Regions from separate parts of the Sus scrofa genome. Here all the other regions are linked to region 4. The links are chromatin contacts, called in public HiChIP or PLAC-seq maps. All regions are on one chromosome and are shown on one strand. Each heading gives the region's core, a stretch centred on a gene start, on an enhancer-like site or on the middle of the called end of the contact. The rest is flanking DNA. Distances are from core to core; before and after follow the strand shown.

Region 1 (5,049 bases), core at 453-2,952, 230 kb after region 4:
GATAAGTGCAGTGAAATTCTGAAATGCAAAGCCTGCAGCAACCAACCCGACTGCCCAGTGACGCTGGTGTCAGGTCGTCAGCACGAGATGAAGCTACATGTGATGTCAAGGTGAAAGTCATCTGGCCGAAAACAAGGTTCTAGGATTCCGTGATGGGCGGAGGCGCCTGCCAGGGAGCCGCCAGCTTGCAGGGGAATGCCGCTAGGATGACAGCCGTCCCCCTAGAGTCTCCCCCGGCATGACCGGAAGCCTGTGGGCAGCCTGTCCACCACGTCAGCCACCCCAGGCTCCTCACACCTGTTTTGGACACAGGCAAGTTTCAGGCCAGGGGCAGGTTCTATCCATACGCGATGGGAAGAAAGTACACATGCAAACCGTACTTAGCCTTGGACTCTCAGAGCTGTTAAGTGGTTTGTCTGGGAGGGAAAGTTTACTTAAAAGAACCCAACTGTGGGCTGGGTGGTACTTTCCCTACAGATGGGCTCCTGGACAGGAACTAAGCCTGCAGGGAGCAGAGGATCCCAGGACATCAAAGCCGCTGGGGCGGGGAAGCATCGGGGGCCAATCCCCAGCCTGGGAGAGTCCCAGGGGGGCGCGGCATGTGTGACCCGAACATCTGGACTTGTTGTTTTATCCAGCCAGATTGTGAGGGGATTTTTTGGAAGACTGAGTAACCACTGCCCTGTAGAGTCACCAAACCAAAGACTAAAAAAAGATCCATGCCACTCAGGCTCATCTGTTCTCCCAGGCTCCTGCCTAATGTGGCGACACACCGGCAGGCAACAGGGTGAGCCGGGCGCTTATCTGATTTCAGCCAATCTGTTACTGTATTTCATTCCCTGTCCTCATGCCCAGAGGCTGTTGCAATGTGTGTAAATTTAGAAAAAGAAAGATAAATAACACGGAAAAGTTCATTTTGACAAAAAGGACTTGTTTTTCTTTCCTTCCCTCTTTTTACTCCACTAAGGAAAAGATAAAATGATCTTGTTACTGGTTTAGCCTCTACCAGGGTGGCTTTGGTATTCTGGGCAGCAACTCAATACTGCACGACCACAGCCTTCTGAAACTGTAAAACAGTCAGGCTTTCTTAGTAGCTGAGGGAAGGAGATGGCAGGGCCTGGCTGGGGTCTCTTCTGAGCAAGCAAGACTACGGGAAGATGGTACTAGCTCATCCAGTATTCACGGCACCTGACGTCGCCACTGCACCAGGAGTTACGCATTGCTCCTTTCAATAAAATGAGGTCTGTTTGACAAGGAAATAAGTATCACAGATGGAAGATTTGCATTATGGTGGAGATCACACGGCTTGAGAAATGCTTGCCTTCTCTCACACAGACTCACCCCCAGAGGGTTCACGGACCATTGGTAGGACGTGACCATTGGTGAATTCCACCACCTCATCATTGAGCCCAATTCCCATTCTGCAGAGAAGGAAACTAAAGCTGAATGACGGCTCAAGGCTGCGGGTGACAGGGGTTGAGGGCAAGGCCAGGTCCCCCATCTCTTTCCAGCGTTTACACCACCACCACCACCCACTGCCTGGAAGTCGATCCGACTCAAGGGCTGTACCTCTGACAGCATCTCATACTGGCCTCTTCTTCCAAGAGCAATGGTCAGTAAATCATAGACCACAGATGCACTCTGTAAACTGATGAGGCGATCGCTCTTGTGCTCAGGTATCCGGCTCAGCACAGCGTCCCGGTTGGCCTGAAAACAACACGGAAGAGAGAAGCAGATGGTGAGCCGGCCTGTGCACACAGCTACCACTTTGTGTAGGGAAGCCACCTGGGCCCTCTTGCCCCTGAGGGCCCGCCCGAGGGTCTGGAGCCACGGGCATGAATGAGTAAGGGGTTGTTTGCTCCAAGTCCCCAGAGCACCACAGCACATGGTACCTGGCGTTATCCAGACACGGCCAGCCTGGAGGGTACTTGTCCCTGGTGGCAGGCTAAGAGCTGATGCAAAGCAGCGCGGTTTCTCTTGGGCTCAGGTTTACAGTCAGTCATGCTGCAGACACAGCCGCGCTCTGGGGCAGCAAAATCGTCCATCAAGGAGGCCCTGCTGCCTCTCATGTGTACATCCCGCCTCTGCTCTATATTAAAGAGCAGGACAGCGTCCCCAGGCCCACACTTCCCGTCAATGAATGGTCCCATCAAGTTCCATCAGTGCTACCTCCATATACCTTACTTCTGTCTCGCCAGAGCCACATTCAAATCCCTGTGTGATGGCTTCGCTGGAACAGACTACAAAGTCTGACTCAGTCTCGTTTACGGAAGCACAACACAGAGGTGTAAGAGAAAGCAAGAAGCAGATTTTTGTTTTAAAAGATGTTCCCACAAAGGACTCTAGAGAACACCAAGGCAGGCCTATTTCACCTCCCCGCCCCCCACTGCTTAGCGCAGAGATAACACAGGACTACTATCTTGTCTACCTAGAGTAGAGACCACCTGCTCTTCATAGCAATAAGTTTTCTTTCTTTTTTTTTTTTTTTTTTTTTTTTTTGCTTTTTAAGGCCATACCTGCAGCATATGGAAGTCCCCCCCCGCCCCAGGCTAGGGGTGGAATAGGAGTTGCACCTGCTGGCCTACACCACAGCCACAGCAACACAAGATCCGAGCCATGTCTGTGACCTACACCCCAGCTCATGGCAACACTGGATCCTTAACCCACTGAGCGAGGCCAGGGATTGAATCCGAGTCCTCATGGATACTAGTTTGGTTCATTACCACTGAACCACGATGGGAACTCCCTCTTTTCATGACTTTTGAAATTTCTCTACCGACTTCTCCAGACATAGCATATGTACTAGACTCTAGCCGTAGCTCATTCTCCTTCTCTCCCCAGTAGGGAGCTCAATATTCAAAAAGATGGATTTTGCTTGTCTTCTTTCCCCTGCTAATTAACAGAAGTCTCCAGACCTCTGGGCCTTAGAGGCCCAGAAAGGGCCCCTCGGGTTTCTCCATGAAAGTGGCGCATGAGGTACCCGGGTCACTGGTCCAGACAGGCTGATGTTCACTTTCCCATGTGACAGTCGGAAAGGCCACACACACACCTTCTCCCTCGCTAATGAGGCGCAAGCTTTCTTTGGTGTGTGAGTCCAAGGCATTGACTTGCAGCCTCCCATCAGTACTTACTCATTTTAAAACTCCTTCCTCTTAAATGTCAAAGACAAATAAGAATATATAAGACAGGCGACTTCCTGCAAAGTGAGTCATCTCTTAGGGAAACGAGCTTGCTTTTGAAGATTTCATTCTTGGTTTTCTTGTTAGGAGGGCCTTTTGAGCCAACAAAAGAAGCTCTGAGGGAAATAACGCCTGCTACAAGTGGTCTCATTTATTTAGCTGCGCTAAATGTTTCACATTGAGACCAATGCCCGGGAGAGAAGGGAACAAAACCAAACCCTACTTAAGAGAGATTTTCAAATTATGCCAAATGCATTCTTTTCTTCTTTTTCTTTTTTCATTTCCTTCTCTTAGGAGAAAATCTATCCCTGTCTTTTGATGAAAAAGGTACAATATAGAACCTCAAACAGGTCCACAAATAATAAGTACCCCAGAAGACTGTCTCAGTGGTAGCCGTGCAAACACAGTTCCGAGAACCCCTTTCTCCTGGGGGATCTCATTTGATCCGAGGTGAGTACACCATTCAAATCCAAATGAGTGCTTGTCGGCGGCGGAGAGACTACCCACCAATGTGTGCTTCTGAGTTAAAATCGGAACCAATGAAGAATACAGTTTTCTCAGATACCCCCCAAAAAAACCCACGGCAATTCTCAATTTGGATTGAAATGGAGCACATCTATTTTCTGTCCAAAAACTGAAAAAAAAAAAAAAAAAAATCAAGGAGTCAAGGGAGATGAAAAAAGGCTTCCAAGAGCAACTTAACTTAGACTTCCGCCTACGTCACTGAGGAATGATTTACCGGGAGAACTTAACCACTTTGGTTGGCACAGGGCCCTTCACATTTACTGTGCCTGGATCTCCCCATCCTCTGAAGAGGCTGTCTGGAAATGAAATACGACACAGTCAAATCCGACTGTCTCAAAGGGACCTGAACTTTGGGTGTGCTTAGTTTCTATCACTTTGCTGAGGGAGCGGGCAATCTGGAAGCGGTTTCCCAAGACTATAATCTACACTGAGAGCCAGCATTCTAGAGAGGCGGCCATGCTTCCCAAATTCCAAACTGCAACACAGGATCTGACAAGGGAACACAATATCTGCGATCAGAGTTCTCCAAGAAACCAAAAGTGTACCATCACCACGCTTCCAGAACTTTGACGCTGCTACAAACCGAGTCTGCCCAAAGGAGGCGAACTGCGGGGCTGGGAAGAGGCGGGTGAGGCTGTGGAGGGCATGTCAGAGACGAGGCGGCACGAGCGGCCCCATCACACGCTCGATGGCCAAGCCTGGTGAGACCTGCCTGTCTGAAAACTGGTTACTGGATGCCCCGGGGGCCAGCCTGCGCACATAAGCTCTTCCACGACGGTGCCAGGGCACAGGAGGGAAGTAAATGACACCATCCTAAGTTACCGGCTGACAGTCAAGGAAAGATGAACCACGGGGTGGGGAGCCTGTGTCCTTCAGAGGAAGTGGGGCCAATGACGTCAAAGGGCCTCCACCTAAAAAGAAGCGGTAACTCAAGCAGTCTTGCTCTTGTAAACATCTCAGGGCCATTTCACAGAACAAGAAAACCTGAGGCTGTCAATGAAGGCAAGGAAGCCCCCTCCTGCTTAATCCTGGCCTCCCATGACCTGCCTGCATTCAGCACGGGGGCATTCTTCTTGTGCCCCAAGTCTGCTCCCCTGAGTAGATCACACACCTCCGTTTAGACTGTAAGCAGGGGAAGAAGGGAAACACCTCCTGCTTTAATCAGGGCTCCTTTTTCTACTCCTCTCTCCTCCTGCCTGGTGGGGTGGGGGTTATGGCCAGAGGCAGGATCATCGACTAGAAAGAGCAGCAGGCCCCTCGGTCTGCCTGCCCTGGGCCTCCGGCTCCTCATCTCGATGAGTAGGTGGACGTGAAGACCTCCGGGCCCTTCCAAGTGCCAGGGGCT
Region 2 (4,414 bases), core at 1,509-4,008, 150 kb after region 4:
TGTCAGCTGTCCAGAGTGATCCCTTCTCCAGGGGCTCAGTGGGATGGCGAGACTACCTCCTCAGACTTTATCCCTGGGCCAGCTGCTTTCCTGCCTCTTGGCCCTTCCCCCAAGACCCTGCCTCCCTGGCTGACCTTGACTCATCATTCAAAGAGGAAACAGAAGCCAGCAGAGCAGACCTGGAGCCTCTGGAGGCACCAACCTGCAAGCCCATCACTGTCTCCTGGCCGGTCTTCTCTACCCCTCCTGCTGCACCTGAGAGCTGACACCTCAGGTCTGTGCCCTGGACCCCACCACTCTCTCACCCTCTGGAGGGATTCCTGCCTTCACGGACCCCCCTCTTCTTCCGGATGATGAGGGTCCCTGTGTGCTGTCAACATGCTTCTGTGCCAGCCATCTGAACCCCTCTTGACCCCACATCCCTCTCCGGCTGCCTCACCCCCTGGGCACCCCCATTCTGCTCCCCAGGGGCCCTTTCGGGAGGATTGTGTACCCCCTGCCTCCAAGGCCTCACCTGTACCCACTCTGCAGCCCACACCAGTGTGGCTCTGTTCCCACCCAAACCTGTCTTCTCAGGTCACCAACAACTCCCAGACGCCAAGTGCAAGCAGTGCTTTTGTCTCCACCTTATTCAACCTCCCAGCAGCACTTGCTACCTGCCAGAGCCACCTTAAAGATCTCTATCTTACCTATCATCTAGCCATCCATCTACGTATCATCTATCTATCCATCCATCCATCTACGTATCATCTATCTACCCATCCATCCATCTACATATGTATCATCTATCTATCCATCCATCTACGTATCATCTATCTACCCATCCATCTACGTATGTATCATCTATCTATCCATCCATCCATCTACGTATCATCTATCTATCCATCCATCCATCTACGTATCATCTATCTACCCATCCATCCATCTACGTATGTATCATCTATCTATCCATCCATCTACGTATCATCTATCTACCCATCCATTTACGTATGTATCATCTATCCATCCATCTACATATGTATCATCTATCCATCCATCCATCTACGTATCATCTATCTACCCATCCATCTACATATGTATCATCTATCTATCCATCCATCTACATATGTATCATCTATTTATCCATCCATCTACGTATCATCTATCTACCCATCCATCTACATATGTATCATCTATCTATCCATCCATCTACGTATGTATCATCTATCTATCCATCCATCTACGTATCATCTATCTATCCATCCATCTACGTATGTATCATCTATCTACCCATCCATCTACGTATGTATCATCTATCCATCCATCTACATATCATCTATCTATCCATCCATCTATCCATCCATCTATCCATCCATGTATCATCTATCCATCCATGTATCATTTATCTATCTATCAATCTATGTATCTATCTATCTATCTATCCATCCATCTATCTTTTTAGGGCCGCACTGCAGCATATGGAGGTTCCCAGGCTAGGGGTCAGATTGGAGCTGCAGCTGCTGGCTTATGCCACAGCCACAGCCACGCCAGATCCAAGTCACATCTGTGACCTACACCACAGCTCACGGCAACGCTGGATCCTTAACCCATGGAGTGAGGCCAAGGATGGAACCCGCATCCTCATGGATCCTAGTCGAGATCATTACCGCTGAGCCAGGACTGGAACTCCGAAGACCTTTCTTTTAATAGACAGTAGATGCTACCTGCTTAACCCTCTCTGAGCATTGTCCTGTGGGACTGTCACAACTGTCACTGTTTTGCAGAGAAGAAGACTAGGGCTCGAGGGAGTAGGTACCACTGCTAGACCATGTAGGACCAGGACCTCCACGGGTCCGAGTCCTCGATCATCGCACCGGGCAGGCTCCTTTGTAAACCCCCTTGGCCCTGGTTTCCTCCTGCCTTGCTGCCCACTTCCTTCCTGATCCTTTGGCTTTTCCTCTCCTCCCTAAATTTTAAATGTTGGGGGCTCAGGTTTGGGTCCTGGCCCTTTCTCTCCTCCGTCAATAGTCTCTTCCTAGGCCTTCTCATCACAGCCCTGGGCTTTAACTCCTACTCCCAACTTATGTTTCGAGCCGAAATCTCAAGTGTAGACTTGAATATCCAGCCACCGACCTGACACCTTCACTTGCATGTCCCCAGGCACCCGACACACTCAAATTAAAAAAAAAAAGGGCTCAAATAGGGTTCGAACAGGACTCTGGTTTCTCTTGCTCCCTGAGCCCTGCCCATCCATTTCCCCCGCCCCATGGCAGAACGTGGAATCATCAGTCACCCGCCGACTCCAGCCCCAACACAGGGCTCCTTTGCCTTCACCCCCACGTCTAATCTATCAGCAGGTCCCATCAGTTCTACCTGGAAAATGCATCTCAGGTTTCCCTTCTCTCCAGCCTCTTGATGCCACTTCAGACCAGCTGTTCCCCTTGGTCACGCAGACCCGTGGTCCTGACCCACCCTTTCCACTGTGCTGCCTCCCACTCCGCGCCCCACACTCAGCGGGTGGGATCTTAGAAACCTCCCTCTGGGCCTTTCACCCCCTGCTGGACATCCTTCCACAGCTTTTCAGTGTGTTTAGGAAGAGATCTTGACCTGGTCACCAGGGCTGGCTCTTCCCACCTCACCTTGGCCATGCAAGTCTTCCTATTTTGGCTTCAGGCCCTGTGGCCTCTAACGCTCAGAGCTCACGCGGTCTGCAGGCCTGCCCGCAGGCGTCCTGCACCTGCCAGTGCTCAGGTCTCGGCTGGCCTCGGCTGGGGAAGATCTCTATTCCCAGTGCTGGCAGAGCCCGCACTACCCCCCCAGCCAGGGCACTCGGCTCTTGGCGCGGGGGGAATCAAGTGCTTCTGCAATTGTTCCGTTTCTCATCTCAAACTCCATGAAGGCTGAGCCTGTGTCTGTCTTCTGACCAGGGCACTCCAGAGCCTCGCCCCGAAGGCAGCACAAACGCCGATGTGCACAGATTCTGTGCGCATGGGGCTCAGTGCCTGCCCTGGGCAGGGGCTGGGGTTCTGGGGCCACACTGACTGGGTTTGAATTCTCGCTTCTCCACTGATTAACCATGTAACCCCAGGTGACTTGAGAGCTATTGTCTTAGTCTCTTTGTTGGTAAAATGGGGGTGATGAAGAGTATTTCGGCCTTGGGTGCCTATTACAAGGATGAACCAAGTTAAAACAAAGAAAGTCCTTGGAATAACGTCTGACACATGCACAGTGCCTGGTAAACGTTAGCTTCCTGCACACTGTAGACAGGAATCCAAACCCCTGGGGCCGTAGAAGGGGCAGATCTGGCGGGACTGACCCATGGAGATTGGCACTGCGTCAGGGCGGGCCTGCCCCCTGGGTACTGCGTGTTCCCTCCCGCAGGCACTCCCTGTGCAGTGACCCTCACGCCACCTGTCCAGGAGCTGTCTTCATCTCGTCATGGTGGCCATGCTACAGGATTACGCTTCAACCCAGCTTCCCAGGGGCTGGGAGAAGCCTGGTGGCGGGGGGAGGTGAACTGGCCGGGTCGAGCCAGGGCCAAGGAATGCATGTGTGGATCACAGCTTTACATTCCCAGCAGAAATCAGAAAATCTGATCTTGCACATCTAAGAATAGCCGCTGGTTTCAACTGTGAGAGGTGCCAAAGTGAAAGCTATAATTATTAGTAAGTAACAAGCAGAAATTATCCACCTACTGCAAAGTCATTTTTAGCTGCCATCCCAAAGTGGAGATTGAAGGATGGGCACTAAGAAGCCACTTGGCCTGGGGAAGACTCTGGTTCCAGTCTGACTGACTGGGAAGTGTGACTCTGCAGTGGCCAGCGATAAGGTGCGCATGCTCAAGAAGGGGGTAGATGTTTCCTAGGGAGCTTGGTGTCAAGTGCAACAAACATAAGATGCTTGGCTTCAACTCTCCCGACCCCTGCCCCAATGAGATGGAAGAGGTGCTGGCTTCGGTCTAGTCCGATTTCCCTTCTGCCAAATGGAGTAAAACAACTCTTCCGACTTTCTTTATAAGACGGTGCTTATACAAATGGCACTGGGAGATACATGGAACTTTTAGGAAAAGAGACCACAAAAGTGTGTAGTTGCTGTCTAAATATCAGGGGATGCCCAGCTGCTATGAAGAGAGGACTGATAAATGTAAAAATAAAAATTGCTTGGCAAAAAAAAAAAAATAGAATAACAATAAATAACCACAACAACCCCCCACAACACAAACAAAATTAAAATGGGGGCAAATAGTTCTAGCACATATGACACAAGGCAAATTTCTTGACACGTGATAAATGCTTACAAATCAAAGAAAAGCCCAATATCTAAGCAGATACATGGGCAGAGGCCATGAGCAGAGACCTGAAATACCGTTTCTACCTATCAGATTGGTGAAGATCTAGAAGTTGATGATTCACTGCGTTATAAAGGATGTGAGAAA
Region 3 (5,053 bases), core at 2,176-4,675, 210 kb after region 4:
ATCCTTAACCCACTGAGCGAGGCCAGGGATCGAACCTGTAGTAACCTCATGGCTCCTAGTCGGATTCGTTTCTGCTGTGCCACGATGGGAACTCCTCCTTTTATTAATCTTCAGGGCAAAGCACCTCAACTCCCATCCCTGGGGAATCTTCACTAGTATCTTGCCTCAAGACAGCCTTGGGACTCTTCTTACTTTTGTCCAAGGGGCCCGGGCTGGGGATTTGCCGTGCTGCCCTTTGACATGTCTCATTTCTACTGGAGGCCAGCTCACACTCCAGTTTTTATTGCTTGACAGGCATTGGTTTTTCCATGAATTCATACATCAAAGAACCTCCTTCTTTGGTGTTCAGAAAAAACGAGATTGGGATGTCATGGTTTCTGTCTCTCCCAATTATTCAGGGGAAATGAATACAAAATGAATTATGAAGAAACTTTGAATTATTTAGCATTATTTACTTTATCTCATCTTCAAGACCAGCTTTCTACAGCCCTCAAAAAGAATTTCACAGAGCTATAATTTTCTCGGCACAATTTAGATTTCTTTCTTCTTTTTTTTTTAATAAGTGACGTTCAATCAAATCGTAGCTATCTCTGCCGAACCCCAACCAAGTAAAAAGCTGGCATGGTCTGCTGAACTCAGGGTGTGGATAAGAATAGCTCTGACCAAAGGCCCTACCTTAACTTCTTCAAATGATTTTAACTGTGAGCCACAGCACTGAGAAACAAATAGAAGGGCTAGAAATCCTGGCATTACGGGCGTGCCTTAGGACAACATCTGGAGAAGTGTCAACTTGGCCAATAATGAATATTATTACCACAGAGGCCCAAGTGAACACACACATTTTAAAAAAATCTTATTTCAATAATTTGGCTAATAAGTTGAACGGGCCACTTTAGCCTCTGAAGGAAAAAAGGAAACACAGAGCCGCTCGAGAAAACCGGAAAAAGTGCAAGGTGGTCACCTCCGGTAGGCGGAAGAACTTGCTGCAGCTGTGCAGGACAACTTCAGCCATGAGCCCTCCTGCGACCAAACCATGTCTGCACGCCCACAGCAAACTCGCTCGACAGAAATCACCAAGCAATGCAGGTGAGAGGAAGGACATTAGCAATCTGGGAACGTGCAAGCCTGCTGGACTCTGCACCTGGATTTAGAGCAGCCCCATAAATCCCATTCCCAGGCTGTGAGCACCTGGTGAGGCTGGAAAGAGAAACCCAGAGACCTAAACAGGTCACCACAGGGATGCTTGCAAAGGGCTCCCCTTGTCAAAGCACCTTCATATCCATTCATTCCACTTGTCTTCCATAGGGAAAGAAAGAACTGTTAGGCTACTGGACCACTGAGGCCATCCATCCATCCATCCATCCACCCATCCACCCATCCACTCATCTGTCCACCCACCTAACCACTCATCCATCCATTCATCCACATCATGCAGCACCTACTGTGATGCCAGGCCCTGTGCCAGCCTTTAGGGAGCCTGGAGATGAATCATACAGGTACCTTTCCTTGAGCAGCTTCCCACAATGCTATGGAGAGGGGAGACCCAAAGTGATCATTACAGCGCAGTGGGGGCAGTACCCTGAGAGAGGCATGCCAGGCTGCTGTTGGAGAGCATGGGACAGGCCTCCCAGACCACTTGGCAAAAACTTAGAATGCCTTAAGGTCCACTTCATCCTTTTCCTAGACTCCAACATCCTCTAGAGATGAAGAAAGTACGGAGAAAGCTGATCAGTTTTGAACCTGGCCCACAAGACATGAATATTGTAACACTAACAACCACAATTCATGAAGCAGCTTCTAGTAAGCATCTTGTTCGAGAACATCCAGCAAAAGAGGTGAAGCCAGAAGTGAAAATCTGAGGCCTGGTCTCTCCACCATATCCCTCTGCTGCCTTATTTAATTAATTTTCCTTGACGTCATCCTCAGTCCTGTTTACAGTGGACGTGGGATTCGAGCAAACCTGCTGAAAACTATTACTCAGGAACTTCCCATTAGTTACACATAGGATGACCCACTGTCCTGGTTTGCCCAGTGTTTTTCTGGGTTTTGCCTTGAAAGTCCCATATTCTGGGAAATTGCTCAGTTCCCAACACACTGGGATGGCCGGTCACTGCAGACCCAAAAAACGCAACCACATTCAAACTTGAACTTGAGCTGGGAGTGGGAGAGGAAAATAACTAAGAGTGTAAGATTGTGTCCCCTCTACCACACTGAGCAACAAACCCCAGTGACACTATGCCACCTCTCCTTCATGGAGCAGCCAGATTCCTGCATTTTGGGGGCAAGTCACCGAGACATGCTCGCCTGTTTCCAGCCTTGCTTTTCTCTGTAGGGTGTCAGAGACCCCAGGAGCCACCACTCAGATCAAGCCAGAATCTTAGAAAGCTTTGCACACAATACTATGTTTTTCTTCTCTATACTTCTGTACAGGACAAACCAATGGGCTCAGCCTCTTGGGCTGAGCTTATGAGTGTAGAACAGCCAAGAGTCTCATTATTAAGATGCAATCATACAACTGGAATGTCTTCAAAAATCACCTTTCTGAATCCAGGAGAGAGCAAACCTTTCCGAATTCTGACTCCAGTCATAATTAAGAGTTAAGTTTCACACGCTACATCTGCAGTTCCACCCCTATGTGAGTTACACTGTTTTCTTTTTAAACAAAAATTGCCAAACAAGAGTATTAACAGAATTGTGAGAAGATTTAAAATACGTAGGAAAAAAAAAAAGTATGTCTGGTCCAAGTGAGTTTTACATATCCATTTACATTTAAGAAGCAATAGAAATCATTCCTGTTCACTTAAAATCTTTCCCTGACAGATTTTTTTGTGAGGTCTACAGGGCACAGGGTAGTTCTAGCTAAAGTGTACTTGAAACAAATGTTTTTATTCCTTTGAAAAATATACTTCATTTTGTATAAATAATAATTTAGTGAGCCTTCCCCAATATAATCACATAGGTCAGTAGGATTTCATTACCCTTTATTCCACACGAACTAATATTTTTTAAAAATCCCTTTGAATGAAAAACAAAGCAAAAGAGAAACGAAAAGAAATTCAGGCCAATGGAACAGCTGTTATGTAAGGGGAAGTTATGCATTCTGCGGCTCAAGGCAGACCACCACTCTGGCTGTTTTTAGAGAGCCAGTAAGATGTGCTGATTTAAGAAAAGTGAAACAGATGTAATGACCACTTTCTTAGGCATCCGTGTGTGGGTTTTACAAACTAGGACTGGAAAATTTAAAACTCCAAATCATTTGAAATGGAAATGCTTTCCACACTCCGTGATGGAGAGCATCAACAAAAACTGAGCACAGAGAAAGGAGATCTGTTTGCAGATGTCAGTTGGTACTTTCTGTCACTAACCAGTCTGGGACTGGCAACGTGACGGAGCCATCGGCAAGCCTGCTGGGAAGTGAAAGAAAAAGAGACGAAAGTGGCTCAGGCTAACCGAAACCAAACGATCGTGGTTTCGTGAGAAAAGGCCCACAGACGCTGTGACAAATCTGCAGGCAGCCCTCATTCTGAGATAGAAATCTAACAGTGGCTACTAGGTCCTGAGGGGACCTCGTGACATTTTTGGATCAGTAACTAAGTTTCTAGTATGATTCCAAGAATTCAATGTAACTCAGACGTATTTAGGGTGACAGGATCAATACCAATCCGAGACTGGACATTGCAGGGCTGTGCTTTCAGGCAATGATTCGTGTTGGTGACCGCTTATGCCTGCGATGAGCATAAAGGGAGGGCAGGGTCGGGGGGGGCAGGTACCAGAAAGGCTGGGCAGAGTCAGGAGACCTTGACTCCATCCCGACCTCAATCGCCACATGACTGACTCTTCATCCCTGCGTCTCAGCCCCACACCTGCAGCGAACACACGACTCGTTCCGTCCACCTTATGGTGTGGGGTGTGGAGAGCACTGTGACACTCAGGCATCCTCTAATTATAAGGCCATTTCCTAATTTCATAAAAGGTGCAGTGACAGAGAGGAGTCTAAGGTATTAATGAGGCAGGGTGGGGACAGAGAGCAGGCTTGGACTTGCTGGCCAGACTATCTGTCTTACATACTATTTCGGAGACTGTCCTAAAATCTGGCCTTTTCATTTCTTAATATAAACATCTGCAGTTTGACATGTTAAAAAAAAAAAAAGCTAGCAAAGAATGATCCTTTTTCCAGATGATGAAAAATGTTTGTGATAAAAGGGAATCGTCTCCCTAGACATAAAAGACTATCTGTCTTCGAGCTGCGATCGCTGTATTAGGGATGAATAAAATGTGCCTGGATGAATAAACAGATTCAGAGAGCAGATTTACATGGCAACAAGTGATGCAGCAAGTTTTACATGGTATGCTCAGTGCTCAAGAGGAAAGGCTCCCAGGGGTAAAACACTGTTTACATAATCTTTATAAATATCTCTTCTTTTTATACTTCTCATACTTTGGTGTCATTATGTACAGCCGAGTGAAAAGATGAACTCCCACTCACCTCTGAAATGCAAGAAGCGCCTTTCTCTGTAGGACCTCCTGCATCCCTCGCAAAGAAGCTAAGAAAAGGGTTCAATTAGTCAGTGGCATGGGAGATCAGGGAGTTTTTGACAAATACACAACTCACCCCCAAAACTGTACATCCAACTGGATTACAAGCAACAAATTCTGGGTGCCTGTGTGCCCAGTCCTGTCCCAGGAGCTGTAAAGGATGGGAAACGAAGGCCAGGGTGGCCAGAGGCCCTTGCACCTGTTGGGCATAACTGTGGAACCAGGCCAAGGGAAGCGTGTGAGTTGGCTGGTACCCCCAGGAATAGGGGCCCATCTTCCAAAGACCAGCTGAGAACCTCAGAGGGGAAAACATTCTCAAGTGTAGGCATGTAATTCATGGGTAAAGAATGGCTCTGCCAGAATGGAATAGAACAGATTCCAGCACCAATGGTGTGGATTAGACGGCCTTCAGAGTTCCTTCTGGCACTGAGAACCAACGACACCAGCCTGATGCCATGAAAGGCCACTTTGATTGGCAGTGGAAATGGCCAAGACCTCTAAAACCTTGATGTGAACA
Region 4 (4,972 bases), core at 1,282-3,781:
ATCCAGTACACTTGAAAGCTGTGATGTGCTTTGATGCATTAAAGAATTACCAAAGGAGAACTCTAGCAGGTAAAATATGAAGAATCACAGTAATGGACTATATAATAATAAGTAAAACAATTTTGAAATACAGTTTTTAGCAAGTCAAGTCATGAAAAAGTTTCAAAGTGTTTTATTTGGGTGAAATAGGTTAAAAGAAAGAGGAAGAAACTAGAGAATGCCTGGTTTTCAAAACCATAGATTGTAGCAACTTCATTATAAGGAATGGAAGATTATCAGAAGTTAACAAGTCCTTAATAATTAATCACTTTATTTTTAGGCCATTATTTCCACCTACTTACACAAAGTTTTAAAATATATTTAACTATCTAAAAGCCTGGCAAAAGAATACAAACTCCCTTAGTGTGTTTGGCCATGTAGACTATAACTCACTGTATTATTGAATGTTCTTTAAATTGATTGTATTAGTCCCTTTCCCCCTATTTTTCTATTTCCAATTCTCCCATTAATACACTTCATTCCCCCTTTGTACACAGGATGATAATAGTGGGAGTTCCCATCATGGCTCAGCAGTAACGAAACCAGCTACTATCCATGAGGTCTCCAGGTCAATCCCTGGCCTTGCTCAGTGGGTTAAGGATCCGGTGTTGCTGTGAGCTATGGTGTAGGTCACAGACTCAGCTTGGATCTGGCATTGCTGTGGCTGTGGTGTAGGCTTGTAACTGTAGCTCCTATTCAACCCCTAAATTAGGAAGTTTATTAAAGAAACTTTTAAGAGAAGCCCAATGATCATCTATGTAGAAGAATGTGCTTCGTGCAATGGACAAATCCTTCACATGGTACATTTACCGTGTATATGGGAGCTTCCATATACCGTGGGTGTTTTGTCTAAAAAGACAAAATAATAATAATAATAATAATAATAATAATAAAGATGATGGTGATGAGCAGATGTATGAAGTGAAGGATGTCTTTCTCATCTGCAGAGGGATGGCCAGCACCATCCCCTGGCTTGCTGCTGCAGCTTCTCTTTAAATCATATAGCAAGATCACTCTTTCAGCATTCCAGAAGGAACATCGATCAGTAAGAACAGTTCCACAGATACTTGTCTGAGATTATCCCAAGAGTCCTGGGGCATCTGCAATGTGCCTGAACATTTTCCATTATTTTAAAACATCTTTCTGCAGGTTTTGTCAAAGCCAGGAACAAATATAACCAAGCCAAGCCCTTCCTAGTGGTGGAGCTTCTCAATCCCAAACTTTGCCACATCCTCTGAAAGATTAAGCAAATGATAACTTGCAACGGTTGCCCAGGCCCTGTAAACAAAAGATCAAATTCTGTGCTCTGCCTTGGCAAGAAAAGAAACTGCAGCATTTTGTCAAATTTTTTACAAAGTTCAGGGTCTCAGATTTATAACTGATATTGTCCTTTTTCTAGTTTACAGAAAATTTAAAGCATTAGTATACTTAAAGACTAAAATACTTGAAAAGGAATATAATTAAGATTGTACGTTAGAATATTGTCTAGCTCCATAGTGGAGTCAATTAGCTGTGTGTTCCAGCTGTGGTCTAGGGGATTCCAAATACCAATTTTTTTCTATCTTTATTTCTATGGATTTATGAACAAAGATCGGATCTCTCTCAGGACCAGGAAAATTACCCCCCCAAATTCAAAGCATGGGTTTTAAAGTCTATAGAAGATGCACAAGAACATTCATTTCAGTAAGACTGGAGTCAGGATGAATAGTACTTTCCATAGGAAAAAAACAGTAGGGGAGGAAGATTATTCAGGCACACGAAAACAAAAAACACCCCCCCCAAACTCAGTGGAAACGTAAAAACATTAAAATGACTGGCTAAGCATATGAGCACGACATAGATTTAGCAATTGACTATACATTAGTCTGACATTACTTCAAAGTATGAGGAAAACCGCTTATCCCTTCCAGACCCCTCTCCTCAAGGTGTGCGGTCAATGCCTGTGTCCCTAGCTCCCCGCGGCCGCCCCCTACCCTAACTCTAGGACCGTCCGCAGCTCCCCAGCAGAGGCAGCCAGCGGAAGACCCCGGGGCAAGGGGCCAGGGGAACCCCAATGCCCCAGCGGAGCCGTAGGAGATATGAGGTTGGGGTCCCACAGGAGTGGTGGGGCTGGGGTGAGGGGCGGTTGGCTTCTGAAGCCCAGGGCCGCCCCAAGTGGAGGCTATGCAGATGTTCTGGCCTCGCCCCGCCTTGGTAGGCATCTGCGGGGACTCTGCCCAGCACCGGTCCTGCGACCACCACGCCTCTCTCGTAACCCTCCGCTTCCAGGTCGCGGGTCCCAGCCGCGAGCCCCAACCCCGCAGTAGCCGGCGCGCAGGGAGCGGCGGGAGGCCGCGGGAGGCCTGGCGCGCCAGGGGGCGGGGCCAAGCAGGCAAGGTCCGGCCCTCACAGCGCAGCTCTGAGCCAGGCGTCCGAGGCCGCGGCGGAGGGATACCGAACGCCCTATATATACCGCGAGGCACAGACTCGCTCTTCGGCAGCGGTGGTGACAGCCTCGCGGACGCGGCGCCGTTACTCGTAGTTGGGCGGCGGCGCAGGCGGCGGCGGCGGCGCAGGCGGCATAGCGCTCAGCGCACACCTAGCAGCAGCAGTAGCGGCGGTAGCGGAGGCACCCCTGCGGTCACAGCCCCTGCGCTGGTGCAGCCACCTTCGCGCTCTCTGCTCTTCCTCCCTTCGTTCACACCATGGTAGGTCGGGAGTGGCAAACACCGGCGTAGCGGCTGCCAGCCCATCATTTCTTCCCCGATTTTTAGTTCAGTCTGTTTTTTCTTTTTTTGGTGTTTTTTTTTTTTTTTCTTTTTCTTTTCCGGGTGTTACGCAGCAGCTGCGGTTTAGGATGCATTCGAATTTGCATCTTGGTTTCCTCGACCGGGGATCTTCATTTAAATTTTGATCTCTCTTTGGAGCTGGACTTGGCCGTGGGCTGTCCCTGGGCAGGGGCTCTAGCCCCGGCTGCTCCGGAGCCTTCTGCATCCACCCCCTCCCCCAGCCCCGCATCTGTGCATCCAGCGCGCCGCACCCGAGGCTGCCCGCAGCGTTCTGCCTGGGTCGGGGCCCCGGGGGGCGGGGGAGCCGGGCGGGGCCCGGCACTAGACCCAGGCACTGAGGCGGCCGGTCGGGCGGGCTGCGGAGAATGAATGGGTCGGAGCGAGCCGGTGGCGCACGCTGCTCCAGCCCGGGCGTGGGGAGCGCCGTCAGCCTTGCCCCCCCCACCCCCATCGCGGTCCCTTCCCGGCGCCCTCTCCCCGCGCGCTTTCCTCCTCCCTCCCGGGGGGCGCGGCGCGGGCGTGGGTTGGGAAGGAAGGAGTCGGGGAAGGGTGGGGTGGGGGCAGGAAGGCGCGGGGTGGGGGGCGGAGAGGGCGGAAGCGGCGGGCCTGCCGCCCTGCACCCGGGCGGGGCCCTGCCTTGTGGCCGGGTCTCGTGTCTCCCTGTTTCGCACTCCTGCAGCCCCCCACCCAGTGCGGCAGTAAAGATGTGCGTGGGCCTCGGTACACCAGGAGGTCCCTTCCCGCGGGAGGCGCTCGGCTCGCGCTAATTGGGGCGGGTGGGGGGCGGCGGGGGAGGAAGAAGCTGGCGCGCGTCTCGGTTTCCAGTAGAGACGCAAAGTTTCTGCTCCGGGAGGAGGTGGCGGCGCGGCGGCTTCGCCGCCTGGGGGAGCAGAAGGGGGTGGGAGGCGCGGGGCAGACTTGGCCCCCACCCGCCGCGCAGCCCGGGAGTTGGGGTGGAGGTAGGGGTCTCCCTGGCCTGGGAGGGGCGGCGCCCCTCCCACCCCGCGGGCCGCCTGGACCCCTTGAACCCGCCAGTATCGGGGGCTGTGCTTCCCTGCCTGGCCCCTCGCCCGGCGTTCCCCCACCCCGCCGCGCTTCCCAGTCTGAGGGGAGATGCCGTCCACGTTTCCGCTTTTTCTGCGGCCTCTAGATTGCCAGATGCGCCTGTACGCCTTGCTGGGTGTGTTTTCCACAGCCCCCTTCCTCCCTGGGCCAGCAGGGCTGACATCACCCGCAGTGTTTTCTGGTTTGGCGGGGTGAGGAGAGGCTCCGGGGCAGGTTCAGGCGTACCTTTGCCCCCAAGTCAACGCCATTTGATGATGAGGGTGTATTTCTTTGTTGAGGAAGACGGATGTTCTCGGTAACCACGCTGATAGGAGAATTTTGCGGCGAGATGAGACTGTCTCCCCGGTGAAGTGACAGCTCCTCTTGCGAGGTGTGGCAGCGCTTCCTGTTGTACAAGACAGACATTGCCCTGGCATTACATAAATCATCATGTCTCCTTCATGAGTATAAAGAAAACCAACTTGCTGTGATTGGGATAGAAAAGAAGGAAGATTCAGTTCTAATTTGAAAAAATGAATGCCCCCCCATCGATATATTGGAACATCATTCCTATTGTGAAAGTTTTTATTTAGGAATTAGGATAAAGTTAATGCTGTCAGCTTTCTCTTCGGACTTGTTTTGGAACTGGCTTCATTAGGCATCCTTCATTAAAATTAAAATACGTATTAGCTCTCTTTGAGATCTGGAATTCCCCTGGCTGGAGGCACATGTTCAGTGTGTCAGAGACCAAATAATACAAGTGAGAATTACCTTCGTGGCCATTACCACCTCTAGTAAAGTATGTTTACTGTAAGCAGCTTTTATGTCGTCTAAGTGGGTAGAGTAAATATCTTCTAGCAAAGTTAAAAGTTCTTTTCTAGAAAAGAGAGGGTATGGACTCCTTAAATATAGTTTTCTTTGTACTTCATTTTTGCAGTTTTGTAACAGCTTGGTTGTAGGACCATTCTGTTTTTCCCTGGCTTCTGAATCTTGGGATAATTTGAGGCTTTTAAACAAATAACTGCCTAGTTTAAACGAATGGAGAGCATTTGTTACATGGAAATGAAGTTGGTAGGGTAACCCATTGCTAATGTATTTATTTTTTCCACCTAATTGTATCC

What was found. HiChIP or PLAC-seq counts read pairs in DNA pulled down with a chosen protein or histone mark.
Region 1: an H3K27ac HiChIP or PLAC-seq map of skeletal muscle shows a contact between it and region 4. The contact joins the enhancer-like site here to the promoter of CALM1 in region 4. A contact is called at or near these places in 1 of 5 promoter capture datasets (liver), 6 of 47 Hi-C or Micro-C datasets (embryonic fibroblasts, liver, omental adipose tissue and 1 more) and 2 of 2 datasets of contacts at active chromatin or transcription factors (alveolar macrophages and skeletal muscle).
Region 2: a contact with region 4 is called in an H3K27ac HiChIP or PLAC-seq map of skeletal muscle, with 3 times the contacts expected there. The contact joins the enhancer-like site here to the promoter of CALM1 in region 4. A contact is called at or near these places in 1 of 5 promoter capture datasets (fetal skeletal muscle), 6 of 47 Hi-C or Micro-C datasets (brain, embryonic fibroblasts, fetal skeletal muscle and 2 more) and 2 of 2 datasets of contacts at active chromatin or transcription factors (alveolar macrophages and skeletal muscle).
Region 3: a contact with region 4 is called in an H3K27ac HiChIP or PLAC-seq map of skeletal muscle. The contact joins the enhancer-like site here to the promoter of CALM1 in region 4. A contact is called at or near these places in 1 of 5 promoter capture datasets (skeletal muscle), 10 of 47 Hi-C or Micro-C datasets (alveolar macrophages, brain, embryonic fibroblasts and 7 more) and 2 of 2 datasets of contacts at active chromatin or transcription factors (alveolar macrophages and skeletal muscle).

What each region holds. Positions count from the first base shown.
Region 1 is chr7:112,392,994-112,398,042 of Sscrofa11.1, forward strand. TTC7B (tetratricopeptide repeat protein 7B) reads right to left here. Exons shown (of 20, transcript XM_021099609.1): 9 at 1,570-1,707. Among named protein-coding and RNA genes, the nearest start is that of TTC7B, 120 kb to the right of the region's middle. Within about 2 kb of position 1,703, at least 8 of the 83 cell types and tissues checked have an H3K27ac peak or open chromatin away from gene starts, as enhancers often do. A contact at or near this core is called in liver, omental adipose tissue and skeletal muscle, where this site is marked.
Region 2 is chr7:112,307,978-112,312,391 of Sscrofa11.1, forward strand. All of the region lies in intron 18 of TTC7B (tetratricopeptide repeat protein 7B), which reads right to left. Among named protein-coding and RNA genes, the nearest start is that of CALM1, 150 kb to the left of the region's middle. Within about 2 kb of position 2,759, at least 1 of the 83 cell types and tissues checked has an H3K27ac peak or open chromatin away from gene starts, as enhancers often do. A contact at or near this core is called in skeletal muscle, where this site is marked.
Region 3 is chr7:112,366,301-112,371,353 of Sscrofa11.1, forward strand. It overlaps TTC7B (tetratricopeptide repeat protein 7B), which reads right to left. Exons shown (of 20, transcript XM_021099609.1): 13 at 4,487-4,544. Among named protein-coding and RNA genes, the nearest start is that of TTC7B, 150 kb to the right of the region's middle. Within about 2 kb of position 3,426, at least 20 of the 83 cell types and tissues checked have an H3K27ac peak or open chromatin away from gene starts, as enhancers often do. A contact at or near this core is called in alveolar macrophages, fetal skeletal muscle, retroperitoneal adipose tissue and 1 more, where this site is marked.
Region 4 is chr7:112,158,292-112,163,263 of Sscrofa11.1, forward strand. CALM1 (calmodulin 1) reads left to right here and starts at 2,532. Exons shown (of 6, transcript NM_001244210.1): 1 at 2,532-2,726. The coding sequence starts at 2,724.